Linked DNA regions of Mus musculus: region 1 is linked to region 2. Evidence: chromatin contacts called from public Hi-C data. All regions are on one chromosome and are shown on one strand. The core of a region is the stretch at or near the end of the contact, and the rest is flanking DNA. Distances in the headings are between cores, read along the strand shown. Region 1 holds the start of Ormdl3 (ORM1-like 3 (S. cerevisiae)). Region 2 holds the start of Snf8 (SNF8, ESCRT-II complex subunit, homolog (S. cerevisiae)).

Region 1 (7,343 bases), core at 898-3,397, 2.6 Mb before region 2:
TCTCAGGATTTCACTGCTAGAGACATTGCTGGGATACACAACCTCTCACACGGAGCCGTGTGCTGTAAATGGGTTTGCTTTCTTAGATGTGGATACAGTCATGCCTTCAGGGCATGGACAATTTAGTTCCTTGGCACACGGTGTCAATCTTTTGTCCCAGGGATTGCGTGTTCCCCGGTGCCTTGTGCTTTCACTCTTCCTGAACAGTGCTCAGGCGTCACAGCTAGAGGAAGACTTGGTTGTCTTGAGGCAATGAATTAGAGGAGATGGTGACAGGGACTCGAGTTAACTCGAGTGGAATGTGATCCATAACTTACCACAAGGCAGAAAGAACCAGAACTTTGTTCATTCCCATTGTGGAAGAAAAAAAAAAAAAACAACTTGATAACAGGAGCTATTAATAGGCCATGACATAGCCAGTGACCTTGCCAATGGAGTCTGCATTAGTCAGAGTGCCTTGTTGAGATGTAGACCCTGTCTGGTCCCTGAACTTCACAGAGATGGGAGAAAACTGGCAAAGATCCAGAGCTCAACCAACTTGATGGACAATGGAAGAATTCCAGGAAAAAAAAAAAAAAATCAAAGGAATCCGGCAAGTTCATTTTGGAAAAAAAACAAAACAAAACTCAAAAACAAAAACACCCCCCCCCCCATTGTTTTGGCTCTAAGGCTGAGCAGGAGGGAATAGGGGGTGGAGGTGCGGTGTGGGAGTGTGGAAGTGTGGGGGTGTCTCTGTGAGGCTTCTTCAGTCTCACAGAGGCTGAAGGACGGTTAGTTAGATGTTCGGATCTGAAGGGCCCCTGCCTCTGGAATACTTGAGAAGCTGCCCATTTTTACTTCTCAGGGTAAGTCAGATAGATATACACTCACTCCTGGCTTCCAGGGCTCCGCCTCCGGCCGGAGACAGCTATTCCTCCCCGCCCCCACCCCCTCTGGCAGCTCCCTGATGATGGGCGGGTCTAAGGAAAAAGCTCCCCAGGTTGTCCGGGCAGGCCTTCTCCTTCCAGTCCTCGCATGTTCAGTCCGTCGCGCATATACAGCCAGCCAGGCTGGCATCTGTTACGTCATCTATTCCTGTCATTCCAGCCTTGCCAGGGTTTATGGGCACGAGACTGAGAAGGTGGGCGGGGGAAGTAGAAACAACTAAAAGGAGGCCCTCTATTGTTGACGTGGAAAGTGGGAGTGACCTAGGAGAGCCAAAGAACACTCTAGTTGCGTTCCTACAAGATAAGAAGTGCTTTGTATGACATTCTTTTGAAATATCAAAGCAACCTTGGGAGTAAGTTTTGACAGCTGTAAAACTGAGATTAAGACAAGTCATTTGTCCAGGCTTACTCTGCCAATAAAGATGTACATACACTATATGTACCTAGCAATAAAGTCTGTGCCCTTCTTTTCAGAGCTTCCAGACATGAAAGTTGCAGAAATGAGGCTCCCTACCTAAAGCTACACGTATTAACCTCAGACAGAAGCTCAAAGCTCCTCACGTTAGTAAGGTCTCGTCCTATGACATAAATCCTATTTTATACCTGATGTAGGGAGGAGATCCAGGAGTGGCCAGACCTACACCAGCAAGGATTAAGCATAAAGACTAGGTGGGCCAAAGATGCCCACAGGCTCCTGTCTCTACCCTGAACACATGTACCCAACTAAAGTCCTGAAAAATGTAATCCCGGGAGTGAATGGGGCTCCTTCGGGGCAAAGGGTAGTGTTTCTCGGCTTCTGGAGATAATCCGGGGCCCAGGCAGCGACGGTTAGGAAAAAACCAAACCAAAACAACCTCTGCATTTAGGGTCAGGCTATCTTAGCAGGGCCTTAATGCAGGTTACTTAAAACTCTTAAGTCTTCGACTACAAGATGGGACATGGACAAACCGCTTGTGCAACACGTGAAGGGCGCAGATGCAAAAGCTACAATTGTTAACGCACCAAAGAGACAGCATCTGATCTCACTATTGCGTCAGGGTGGGACGTTCTGCGGGGTGCCAAAGCTCGCGGTGGGATCAAAAGCTAGACCAGGGAAAAGCCTACAACTCCCAGGAGGCGCCGGGCGGGCCGGTGAGGAGGCAGCCTAGAAACTACACTTCCCAAGAGGCACAACGTGATAGGCGCGTGGTAGTGACGTCACCGCCCCGGCTCGGGGAGCTGATTCGGCCAGAGCTGCCAGCGGGGTAGCCACCGCCGCTGGTTTGTTACAGCTGCTGGAGCGGCCGCGGCCCGGGTTCTCGGGCTCTCTCCCGGGCCCTCGACCTCCAACCCCGCGCGGTGAGTCCAGACGGGTGGCATCGGAGTGGTGAAGCCCGAAGGCTCCACGGGTTGGAGAGCCGGGAGAGAAGGCTGCTGCTGGGGAGGCGTCCGCGCAGGAGGAGACCTGAGCTGGGTGGCTGGGGGTGGAGAGTGCGTGCATCAGGCGAAGGAGTGCCAAAAGAGGAAAGTGGGAGCAGGGGGCCGGGGGTGATAATCCGGGAGGAGCGCTGCAGCTGGGGGTGGGAGGCGGGGAACGGCTGGACTTAAGGGATAAAGGTTTGGCTGCCTCCAGGGTTGAGTGAATGCGTGGAGATGGGGGTTGGGCCCCGAACCCGGCCAGACTGCTAGTGCGAGGTACCAGGCTGCAGAGCAGAAGCGGGAGGCCCCGTGGAAGGAGTTCTCATACACATACTCCCAAGATATCGAGGACACCGTTCCCTCGCTCCTGACTCGTGGAGGCTTGCTTTTTTTTCCACACCCACTTTCCTGAGTCCAGGAGTCGGGCTGGCGAGGACAACCGTGGTTCTGCAGATTGAGGGTGGGCCGAGTGGAAGCGACATTGTGTGTTGCATGAACTCCCTCTTGGGATCCCTTGGGAACAGGTTTGCTGTATAAAGGGCAAGTCTTAAACTGGGGAGGGATTTGGGAAGTGCTTACCGGATGGTTAACGCCGCGGGGAGGGGGGGAAGGCGGGAGGGAGGAGATGGGGGTGGTAATCTGGTCTTGGCATGAGTGTCTGACAGACTGGCTTGGGCCTGCATGGAAAAGAGGCAAAGAGCTATACCATAGCCAAAAGTTTAAAAAAAAAAAAAGTGGTTAACAGGACGGAGTTGCTTCAGGCTCTGATTTGAGGCAGATTATGAAATCACACCAGCTACCTGCCAGTTGTGGTAGCAGTTTTCAGTCTGGTCACCCCAGACCTTTCTGCCCCTGCCAGTCTCCTATTTCTTCACTTCTGGGAGAAAGGTCAGTTGTGTCCTAATGGAAATACACAAAGCCACAGGAAAGTCTCAGGAGTACTTTTGGGAGGATGGTGAAAGAGGGTGCAGCAGTCTCCTGAAGTTCCTAACCTGCTTTAAAAGACAACTAGCACTTAGGCTTTAGGAAGACAGTTCCCGTGGGGTCACCTAGGCTCTCTTAGATGCCCTGTTAGAGCCAGAAAGGAGTGGAGGGTCTTGCAGTCCTGGGATCCAGCCAGAGGTTTGGCACTACTGAACCGCAGTGTGAGGGAGTTGTGTCTATAGCTGTGCCACTGTAGGGCTGTGTAATGGAGAAGGACAGCAGTTTCTGCCGAGACTTGGGAAACTTTTCCTCACCTTAATGATCTTTCAGAGACTTTAGCTCTCAGTCCCTGCCCTCCCATGGAGGCTGTTACATAGTAGATGTCCCAGGGGTGGGCTCTGTTAAGGGCCCTAAGGCCTGAGGAAGGTAAACAACTGGTGTTCTAGTTCCTTGGGTTTCTGTTGGGACCAGTTATCTGTCTTAATGAGCCAGGAGTTTGGTCCCTGGCGTATGTCCACCTGCATGCACCCTAGGCCAACTCAGGGGTATGTTTGTTGGGAAACTGTTGTGGGTCCTATCTCCCGAGGTATTTGAGAAGAGGAAACTTGCTTCCATTATCCTTAAGTAATGAACTTATCTGAGTGAATGCTAGCTCCTGTGGAGGAGGCTTGGCCAGAATCCTAGCTGGGTGAGATAGCATCTGAGTCTGGGGGTGAGGTGACTACAGCAGGGTGAGGGAGCTGGGCTGGCACTTCCAGACTCTCTCCATTGTTCCTTCTTTCTGTGCACCTTGCTGTTAGCCTCAGTAATGTGTCTTTCCCAGGCTCGACACTAAAGTGGGAGAGGGTAAGCCAGTACATGGATGCCTCCCATTTCCACTTTCTGCTGGTCAGCAAGTGGGCCCTCAGGAATCTGGGGACAGCCATGCTCCCCTCTGGCCACTGTGGGCTACTACTGTTGTATTCTGGGCATGAAGGGTAGCCTTTTTCAGTTCCTTGTGTAGAGCTTCTACCACTGGGGCTGGGCAAGAAAGGGGTGTTGTCACCTCACACCCACAGACAGATGCTGGGAAGGGAGCGAGGTCAGGTGAGGCCGAGAAGAGAGGCGGTAGGAGGGAGGCCACAGGTAGTTTTGTGTCCTTGGGAGGGGAAGGTTGGTACAGGTACCACATCCTACCCGTGCACATCCTACCCGTGTTGATGTCAGCTGTGTGCTCTGGTCATGTCCTCCTCTCTCCCTGGTGGGCTGAAGGGCTTGGGTGGTTTGGCATCTAGTGGTGGCACCCCAAGAGAGTCAGCCTCAGCAGCTGCCAAGTGGACAAAATGTCCTAATGGATGGGTCATTTGATGTGGCAGTGTTTGTAGGACTGAGGGAAGGCTGTCCCTGGCCTGCTGTTGCCTCTGCCCTCTTCTCCCTTCCTTGTCAGTCATCCTGGGCCTGGGCTTGAGAAAATCCAGGGTTGGAGAAATAGGGGTGGTAGGAACAGTAGCCCCAAAGTTCTTCATCCGTTGTTGCTTGCTGCACCCACAGATCTTCTCTGCTTCTTAACGTTTTGGGGGGAGAGCTTAGGGTGGTGGGTGTCTTCTGTCAGGTCTTCAGTGAGAGCCAGCAGAGGTTATTTTGAGTGAGAGTTCCAGGGCAGGCTTTTTTCCCTCCTGCAGGAGGAAGAGGCCCTCAGGAGATCTGTAGGGGATATGATTGGGGTAAAGGCACTGATTGTTATAGCCTGGGCAATTGATTGCTGGTCACCTCTTGGTGACTTGTCCTCCCTGGCTATGTCAGCAGATGGTGTGTATGACAGCCTGGTGTTAGTCCAGCCCAGTGACAGGAAATGACTAGTGTCACGTTCACATGGACTTTCTCCAGCTTCTGGGCTTGAGACTCCCAACAGTGGACAGTGGTGTGGAGTTCTCAGGGAGTGAAAAGCCTGCCTCTCTGGGGCTTGGGGTGTGAGGGGCAGGGAAAGTGGTGTGACTTGTCTCACCTGTGTTGCTCTTTTGCAGAGCGGCAGTCAAGAGGGGTGGCAGGATGAATGTGGGCACAGCACACAGTGAGGTGAACCCCAACACACGGGTGATGAACAGTCGCGGCATCTGGCTCTCCTACGTGCTGGCCATCGGACTCCTGCATGTCGTGCTGCTGAGCATTCCCTTTGTGAGCGTCCCTGTCGTCTGGACCCTCACCAACCTTATCCACAACCTGGTAAGATCCTGCTTACCACCAGCCACCCCCCCACCCCCCCCCCACCCCCCGTGCGGGCTGTTCTAGGCCAGAGCTGAGAGATAGGAGGAGCTTCTAATGGGACAGACAGCAGGTCCTGACAACATCTGTCACCAGAGCCCAGGCCCAACTCTTACCTGGCTCCCCCTTGTGGGCTTTAGAATCAAATTTGCACATCGTCCATGTCTCCCTAGTTGGGTGGCTGGTGTGTTTGAAGGACAGCAAACTGGGAGCTGAGCCCATGCTGAGGCTGCCCCCAGGTCCCAGGAATCTGTGCAGAGACATTCTTTTCCCATATTAGGATCTCATAATCCTCTGTGCTCCCTAAAACCTGCTGCTTTGTACCCCACTTTTGAGCAGGCTGGGGTCTAGTCCTTCCTCCTTGGTTTGCTCCTTTTAGCTAACATGTAGAGACCCCAGTTGGGCTGGAAAGGCTGCCTTGCTGTGTCCGTTCCTTCCTTATTTCCCCCCTTGTTCTCCCACCAAGCTCTGGTGCGCTCTCCTGTGTTAAGGCTGCCTTCCTGAGTTACTGCAGCAGAGCAGGTGGCAGTCCACCCAGAGCTGCTGCTGTCTGATAAGTGGGGGAGCCAGGCTGGGAGCCATCTCGTATGTTCTGACAAAGGCCCCTCTTTTCAGGGCATGTACATCTTTCTGCACACCGTGAAAGGGACGCCCTTCGAGACTCCAGACCAAGGCAAAGCAAGGTTGCTGACCCACTGGGAGCAGATGGACTACGGGGTCCAGTTCACAGCCTCTAGGAAGTTCTTAACCATCACGCCTATAGTGCTGTGAGTACTCTGGCTATGGGAGAATAAGCAGAGGTAAACGGGTGGGCTCAGCTGGCCCTAAACCCTCCCAGCTTTGGCCCTTGCTGTATGGATGAGCAGAGGGAGGGAAGAGACATATTCTTGGGTCTCACACGGGGCCTTTGGCCTCCCTGGCCCTGTCTTTCCTCACTGGAGTAAGCTGGGGGGGAAGGTAGGTCAGGAGGGCCTTGCTAGCTAGAGAGTTGTCACTCCACTTCTTATCTGGGAACCCATATTTCCTCCTTCCCTCCCTCCCTCCCTCCCCTCCAGGTACTTCCTCACCAGCTTCTACACCAAGTATGACCAAGTCCATTTCATACTCAACACTGTGTCCTTGATGACTGTGCTCATTCCCAAGCTCCCCCAGCTCCACGGAGTCCGGATCTTTGGAATCAATAAGTACTGAGGTTGTAGCCCCTTCCCCAGCCGGGTTGGCAGGGGAAGGGTGGAAGGCCTTTGCTGTGATGCTGAAGACAGGAGCCTCTGGACACTGCCAGAGATGGGGGTGTGCCCTGGGCCTGGCTTCCCCCTCGCTTCCCCAGTAGCCGACTTGGAGTAGCTTGTAGTGGGGTTAGGGTGGGGCCCTTGGGCTCTAACCCATTCTGAAGTTTTTGATCTTTTTCCTTTTGCCTTTTGAATAGAGATGCCATGGGGGTGGTCAGGAAAGAGGCTGGGCTCTCTGGCTGACTGTGGGCCTGAGAAATTGGGACAGGAAGCCAGGAAAAGGCCCTGTTGGCTTGTTTACCCTCAGGCAGCCATAGCACTTTAGCCCCCAAAAAGGGGGGCAGAGGGACGGTACAGCTTCTGCATTGGTTGCCCTCATTCCTTCAGTGTGTGAAGCGAGACTCGCTGTTCTGTATGTATTAGAACCCTGCGCCGTGCTGCCTCTGCCGCCAGGCAGGGAGCAGGCGGGCTTTGTGGGCTTCCTGGCAACCCACGATGGGTAGGCTGTGGGGCAGGGGAGATTAGGAAAGGAAGATGGGTTGATGGGACACCTAGAGGTGGGGACAGGATGCTGCCACCTTGGTCCTGGGGAGAGGGGAGTTCTGAGCAAGGGTTGGGTGGGGAT
Region 2 (6,932 bases), core at 1,694-4,193:
TGTACATAGAGAAACCCTGTCTCAAAAAACAAACTAATTAAAAGCATAATCTAGATGGAAAATGTGGTTAAGAGCTTGGGAGGTTGCAGTGGGAGGATCCAAGTTCAAGGCCACACAACCGGCTCTATGATAAGAATGATAAGATGGGGGCTGGCAAGATAGCTCAGTGGGTAAGAACACCCGACTGCTCTTCCGAAGGTCCTGAGTTCAAATCCCAGCAACCACATGGTGGCTCACAACCACCCATAACAAAATCTGATACCCTCTTCTGGCGTGTCTGAAGACATACAGTATACTTATGTATAATAATAAGTAAAATCTTTTTTAAAAAAATGATAAGATGATGAGATGAAGGAAGGACTAAAGAGATACTAAGTGGCTGGCACTGCTGCCCCTGAGAGGAGCAAGGTCTGCTCCCCAGCAATCACGCACACTAGGTGCTTTACCATGACCTACCGCTCGCTGCAGTGGATCTGACACTCTTTTGGCCTCTGCAGGCTCCTGCATACATGTGTGCACAAGCACACTGACAAACATATAAACAAAATAATTACAATAATAAAATAAATAATTACAATGACATCCTGTCTATTTTTCCTCAGATCAAGAGCCCATTTCAGCCAGGCAGTGGTGGCACATGCCTTTAATCCTAGCACTCGAGAGGCAGAGGCAGGCAGATTTCTGAGTTCGAGTTCGAGGCCAGCCTGGTCCACAGAGTGAGCTCCAGGACAACCAGGGCTATACAGAGAAACCCTGTCTCGAAAAAAAAAAAAAAAAAAAAAGCCCATTTCAAGCCAAAGCCCCTCCTCTTCCTCAGCAACCACAATGCCCAAGCGCATTCAGAGTCCATACACAAAAGGGTGAGGTTAGAGACGGGGCCTGAACCCGTCATTCATCTGCCCTCCTGCATGTTCCCAGGTGCCGAGAGTGACAGGTGCCACAAGTCAGGCCCGTTTTCACCACTGTGAGATACATGAAATAAAAGCCGTAAGCTGGGGTACAGTTGGGGATGGGACACATCCACTGCATGTGCCAGGCCCTGAGTTTGCTACAAAGCACCGTAATAAAGGATGCATGCATGGTCCTTTCATCCCACCACGGGGAGGCAGAGGCAAGTGAATGGCCTACTGAAAGGCCACCCTGTTCAACTCTGCTAGTCCCAAGCAATGAGAGGCAGTAAGAGCCTCTCGAAAAACAAGCAAGAAAAGAAAGAGGCCAGACATGGTGCCAAATGGCTTTATCCTAACATTTGGTAGGCAGAGGCAGGAGGATCTCTGTGAGTTCCAGGCCAACCTGGTCTACATTGTGAGTTCCAGGGCTGCCAGGAGTGCATAGACCCGGTCTCAACAAAACAAATAAAGCAAAATTTCCAAAAAAAAAAAAAAAAAAGGCATCTGTCCAGCAGACTGTTCAACCTTGCACACCACCATTCTTACTATTAATCATTATGCCTAAAGATTATCATTTCAAAGTATCTCTCATAATATTAATAATTTTACTTTCTGTCTCAACTTCTTTGGACATGCCGGTGAATCCCATTGGCTTATGCTTTCCTAATGCAACTGCAATGTTATTAGTAAATAAATATCAGTGGGCTGGAGAGATGGCTCAGCGGGTAAGAGCACTGGCTGCTCTTCCAGAGGTCCTGAGTTCAATTCCCGCACCACGTGGTGGCTCACAACCATCTGTAATGTCATCTTGGTGCCTTCTTCTCGTGTGTCTGAATACAGCAACAATGTACTCACATATATTAAATAAATAAATCTTTTAAAAATAAATAGATAGATATCAGCATTCGTTTTTGTTTTGTTTTTCAAGACAGCACGGTGACTCTTTATAGCCATGGCTATCCTGGAATTCCCTCTGTAGACCAGGCTGGCCTCCAACTCAGAGATCCATCTGTCCCTGCCTTCCCGAGTCCTGGGATTAAAGGCGTGTGCCACCTCTGCCTGGCGAAATGTCAGTACTCTGAGGAAAAATTATCATTTTGGTTTTTAAAGAAAGTTTAAATTTTTGCTGTGTTGAGCACGGCTTCCAGCACTTGTGCATGTCAGGCAAACGCTCTAACGCTGAGGTACATTCCCAGATCACTGGATGAACTTTTTAAATCTAGGTTGACATGGAATTGTAATGAGGATTGAACATGACCATAAGGTTGGGAAGGGTGGCATTTGCTCTGATCAGACTGAGGCTGGACAGGCTGGGAGCCCAGCCTTAGCAGCAAAGTGAGACACCATCTTTAAAAAAAACAAAAAGAGACAATAACCAAATAAAATAAAAAGGGGAAACGCACAAGTCTAATCAGTCAAAAATCTTAGCTAGTATTACTAGCCATTCTCCCTAAATCTGGATTTGCCTGACATCCTATTTTTAGTTCAGTGGAGACGATCTATACCAAAGGTATATTGGCCAGCCCTGGTCCATCTCCCTTCCTGTCTGAAGCCTTTCAGTCACTCACCTGGGCCAGCTGGTCCTCAGCCAGGACAGTCCCTCGCTCCTTATACTTGGCCTGTCAGACAAAAAGACCGGCATGAGTTGTGACAGTGATCGCCAAGGCTCCCATTGCGCTGCCACTGCCTTAGTATTAAAGATATGTCTTATGCAGTGACTTAACCAGCAGCCTCCTGACACTCCAATCACTCCTCCCTGGGCTCCGGAGAAACCTGTCTTCTACAGATTTAGGGGACTAGAACTCCATTCCGGGAGAATTCAGTGTCTCGAGGGCAGAGCAGGCTCCATCCCGGCTTCTTTCGCGCTCACCTCTGCGAGTTTCTTCTTGGCAATGGCGCCAGCTCCCACCCCGCGCCGGTGCATCCCCACCCCGGGCCCGCGGGCCGCCCCGCAGCCCCGACCCCAGCTCTCCGCGTCCCAGGTTCTGTCGCCAGCTCCCAACACGGAAGCCGGGTGCCGTGCGTCATTTGAGCGCGCCGGAAGTCTCGATATTCACTTCCTGCCGCGGAGTCGAGGAGTTTCTTGCAAGGGCCCCAGTCCCCGCCCTAGCTGGGGGCCAATTTCCAGGAAGTCCAGACGACATCGCAAACGCTAACCCCATGTCCTATTTTAATTCCCCATGCATCCTACCAAGGTGGGCTCCTGGAGAGCGACAGATGCTTCAGGGACATGACCAAGAGCTGTGTTGGCCATGGAAGGTGCCATTTTTTTTTTTTTTTTAGCAAGGGTCTCTCCATAACCATGGTTGGTTGGTCTGGAACTATGCAAGCCAAGCTCACTTCGAATTCAGAGTTCTCCTGCCTTTACCTCCAAATGTTGGGATTAAATGCATGAGCCACCAAACTCATGGGTGCTACCTTGAGCAAAAACCGAGAATAAAACGAAACCTTAGATTAACAAAAAAAAAAAGGCGGCAGCATCTGATAGTTTTGTGCCACGCACTGCACAACTTGCCTTGTTCTATACTTGTTCAAAACCCTCAAGTTCGTGAGTTGGTATTGTATTTCACAAGGGATTCGGGAATCTGCCTTAAATTACTTAACGTCATGAAATAGGACTAGCTATGAGTCAGACAGTCTGACTCAAATTTGGGTTTTTTGGAGGGGGCGGAGTGGGCTAGGGGGAGACAGAGTTTCTCAATGTAGCCTTGGCAGTCCTAGAATTCACTTGCTCTGTAGACCACACTGGCCTTGAATTCAGAGATCTTCCCCATCTTGAGCCACCATACCTGGCCCTTAGCTGTAAAATCTTAACCCAACTCAAGAATTTCTGCAGAGGAATTCAATAGGTAAGTTTGATCAAGTCAGGGTTTGTTTATTCCACCTAGCAGACAGGCTTACTGCATGAACTTCTAAATTTCTCCCTAACACAGGCAGTGTTGTGCCTAGTAAGAGCTAGTGGTGAGGTTTTAAATACAATCGTTATGATTAAAAACGATGTTTATAGACAGTCTTTTACAGTGGCTGGCTAGGAGGAAATACATTACACAAACGAAGGGAGGAAAACATGTAACTCTGTTTGAGACTTTGACACTCTCATCAGATATTCAAGATGCCACAAATGTAAATCCAAACTTTTCCTTTGCCTTCTTTTTTTTTTTTTAAGATTTATTTATGCCGGGCAGTGTCGGCAAATGCCTTTAATCTCAGCACTTGGAAGGCAGAGGCAGGCTGATTTCTGAGTTCGAGGCCAGTCTGGTCTACAGAGTGAGTTCCAGGACAGCCAGGTCTACACAGAGAAACCCTGTCTCGAAAAAAAAAAAAAAAAAAAAAAGAAGAAGCCGGGCGGTGGTGGCACACACCTTTAATCCCAGAGAAACCCTGTCTCAGAAAAAAAAAAGAAAAAGGAAAAGGAAAAAAAAAAGAAATTCAGAAGTCTTAAAAAAAATGTAAATGTTTTTAAATTGTATTTTTATGTATGTTTTGTCAGTGTGGATGTACATCACTTGTATGCAGTGCTCTTAGATGCCAGAAGAGGGCATCAGATCTCTTGGGACCAGATATATAAACAGTTGTAAAGTGTCTTGTCCATGCTGGGAATTGAACCCCAGATCCTTTGCAAAAACAGTCAGTGCTCTTTACCACTAAGCCATCCCTCCAGCCACCCCACCCCATAAATATACATATGATATATAATATAAGATATATGATATAAATTTTATTTCAAATTTCCTTTTGTTGTTGTTGTTTAACTATATTTGCCATGTGATCCAGCAGTTCTACTGGGAGGATTTTTTAAAAAAGATTTATTTATTTTATGTATATGTGAGTATACTGTCACCATCACTGTCTTCAGACACACTAGAAGAGGGCCTTAGGTCCAATTACAGATGGGTGTGAACCACCATGTGGCTACTAGGACTTGAACTCATGACCTTCAGAAGAACAGCCAGTGCTGTTAACTGCTGAGCTGTCTCTCTAGCCCTTTTGGTTTTTTGTTTTCTTTTTTCTTTTTCTTTCTTTTCTTTTTTTTTAATAAACCAAATCCACTCAGACTGCGTTCCCTCCCTCTCACCCTCCCGAAGGAGAGAAGAATGATCATCAATGGCAAGAGGCAGCTGCAATCAAGCAGCACCTAGAGCCGGCTTCACGCTCAGTAGGGGATGCTACGTCTCGTCCTCGTGGTTTCAGGTGCTCTACACAGTCAGAGAAACTTCTCTAGTAACGAACTATAGAAATGATCCCTGAAAGTATAGTCTTCCTTTTGTTGTTTTTTAAAGACAGAGTTTCTCTATAGTCCTGGAACACAGTTTATAAACTAGGCTGGCTTTGAACTCAGAGATCCACTTGCCTCTGGTGCTGGGTTTAAAGTCATGCACCATGCCAGGCAGTAGTGACCCATGCCTTTACTCCCAGCTCTTGGGAGGCAGAGACAGGCAGGTGGCAAATCTCTATGGTTCAAGGCCAGCCTGGTCTACAAAGCAAGTCCTGGACAGCCAGGGATACACACACACACAAAACCCTGCCTCAAAAAATTAATTAATTAATTAATTTAAATAAATAAAAAGAAAAGCCATGCATCACTCCAGGTTTCTTCCTTCCTTTCTTCCTTCCTTTCTTTTTAGACAAAGTCTAACTGTGTAGCCCTTGCTTGCCTTGAACTCACTATCATGAATCAGGCTGGCTTTCAGACTCAAAGACATCCACCTGCCTCTGGCTCCAGAGTGCTGGGATTAAAGATGTGGGCTGCCATGCCCTTCATCTTTATTTTATTTTATTTTGTTTTATTTTGAGACAAGTTCCACTACATCATCCTAACTCCAACTATATAGTCCAGCTTGCTCAAACTCTCAGCAATCTTCATGCCTCGTCTAACCCTACCATCCTTTAAGGCTTTGGTTCTGCCTCCTCACTCACTCTCATGCTGTATTTCCTGTTGCTCATCTTCTTGTTTATTGACATAGTTTTGGTTGTGTGTTGTGTGCACATGCACACACACACTAAACCTGCCTCCAGCTGCACCAGAAGAGGGCATCAGATCCCATTATAGATGGTTTGGCTTTGGTTGTGAGCCACCATGTGGTTGCTGGGAGTAGAGCTGAGGACCTCTGGAAGAGCAGCCAGTGTTCCTAAGCCAAGCCATCTCTCCAGCCCAACATAGTCTTTTTTCTTTTTGTTTTTTGTTTTTGTGTGTGTGTTTGTTTGTTTGTTTGTTTTTCGTGAACAGGGTTTCTCTGTATAGCCCTGGTTGTCCTGGAACTCATTATGTAGAGCAGGCTGGCCTCTAACTCAAAAATCTGCCTACCTCTGCCTCCCAAGAGCTGGGATTAAAGGTGTGCGCCACCACATCTGGCACACGTAGCTTTCTAATTGATGTAAAATGTGTGTGTCTGTGTGGATATACACAAGTTTGTGTGTGTGCCCTCTTTGGCCAGGAATGGATGTTGTGTCTTCTGGAGCAAGAGTTAGAGGCCATTGTGAGGCACTGGATGAGGGTTCTGGGACTGAACTCTGGTCCTCTCAGTCTTACCACTGAGAGGTCTCTCCAACCCACTTATTTACAGTTTTGTCCTCCCAGTCTCCGCTTAAATGACATGTTCTTACTCCATTCCATCTAGAAAAGACTTTTCTGTCTTTCTCCATGTGACTCAGCGTGCTGTGATTAGTAGTGTGTTCGTGTGTTTAAAGATCAAGGCTTGCTGGCACAAGTTGTTCCAGCAACTTGAAAGGCCCATGTAGTCGAAGAACCTTCTCCTATTGGGTTTATTTGCTTGCTTTTGAGACATGAGGACAGTTTCATGTAGCCAAGTCTGTCCTTGAACTCCTGATCCTCCTGCCTTCCCTTCCTCAGCACTGTTATTACAGGCTGGTGACTTTGTTAGCAATCAGGGCTGCCATTGTGTCTGTGTGCTTCATTGTTGTATACAGTGAGTTAGTCAGAATCCCTCTTGTCTATGTCGTTTCTAGTATGGTTGTAGGAGGCATAGAGGAATAAGTTGATGTGTCCCTTTTCCTTGGGAGGCATGGACACACCCAAGATAC

The links. Hi-C and Micro-C count contacts between places; a contact is called where the count stands out from the background.
Region 1: a contact with region 2 is called in a Hi-C map of uterus, with 11 times the contacts expected there. The contact joins the promoter of Ormdl3 here to the promoter of Snf8 in region 2. A contact is called at or near these places in 3 of 484 Hi-C or Micro-C datasets (CD4 T cells, neutrophils and uterus) and 1 of 115 datasets of contacts at active chromatin or transcription factors (astrocytes).

The regions. Positions count from the first base shown.
Region 1 is chr11:98,582,049-98,589,391 of GRCm38.p6, reverse strand. Ormdl3 (ORM1-like 3 (S. cerevisiae)) reads left to right here and starts at 2,147. Exons shown (of 4, transcript NM_025661.4): 1 at 2,147-2,264; 2 at 5,252-5,450; 3 at 6,105-6,256; 4 at 6,545-7,343. The coding sequence starts at 5,277. The coding sequence ends at 6,680.
Region 2 is chr11:96,030,896-96,037,827 of GRCm38.p6, reverse strand. Snf8 (SNF8, ESCRT-II complex subunit, homolog (S. cerevisiae)) reads right to left here and starts at 2,943. Exons shown (of 8, transcript NM_033568.3): 1 at 2,761-2,943; 2 at 2,459-2,509. The coding sequence starts at 2,814. It overlaps Gm24949 (a small nucleolar RNA gene), which reads right to left and starts at 5,150; the gene lies at 4,936-5,150.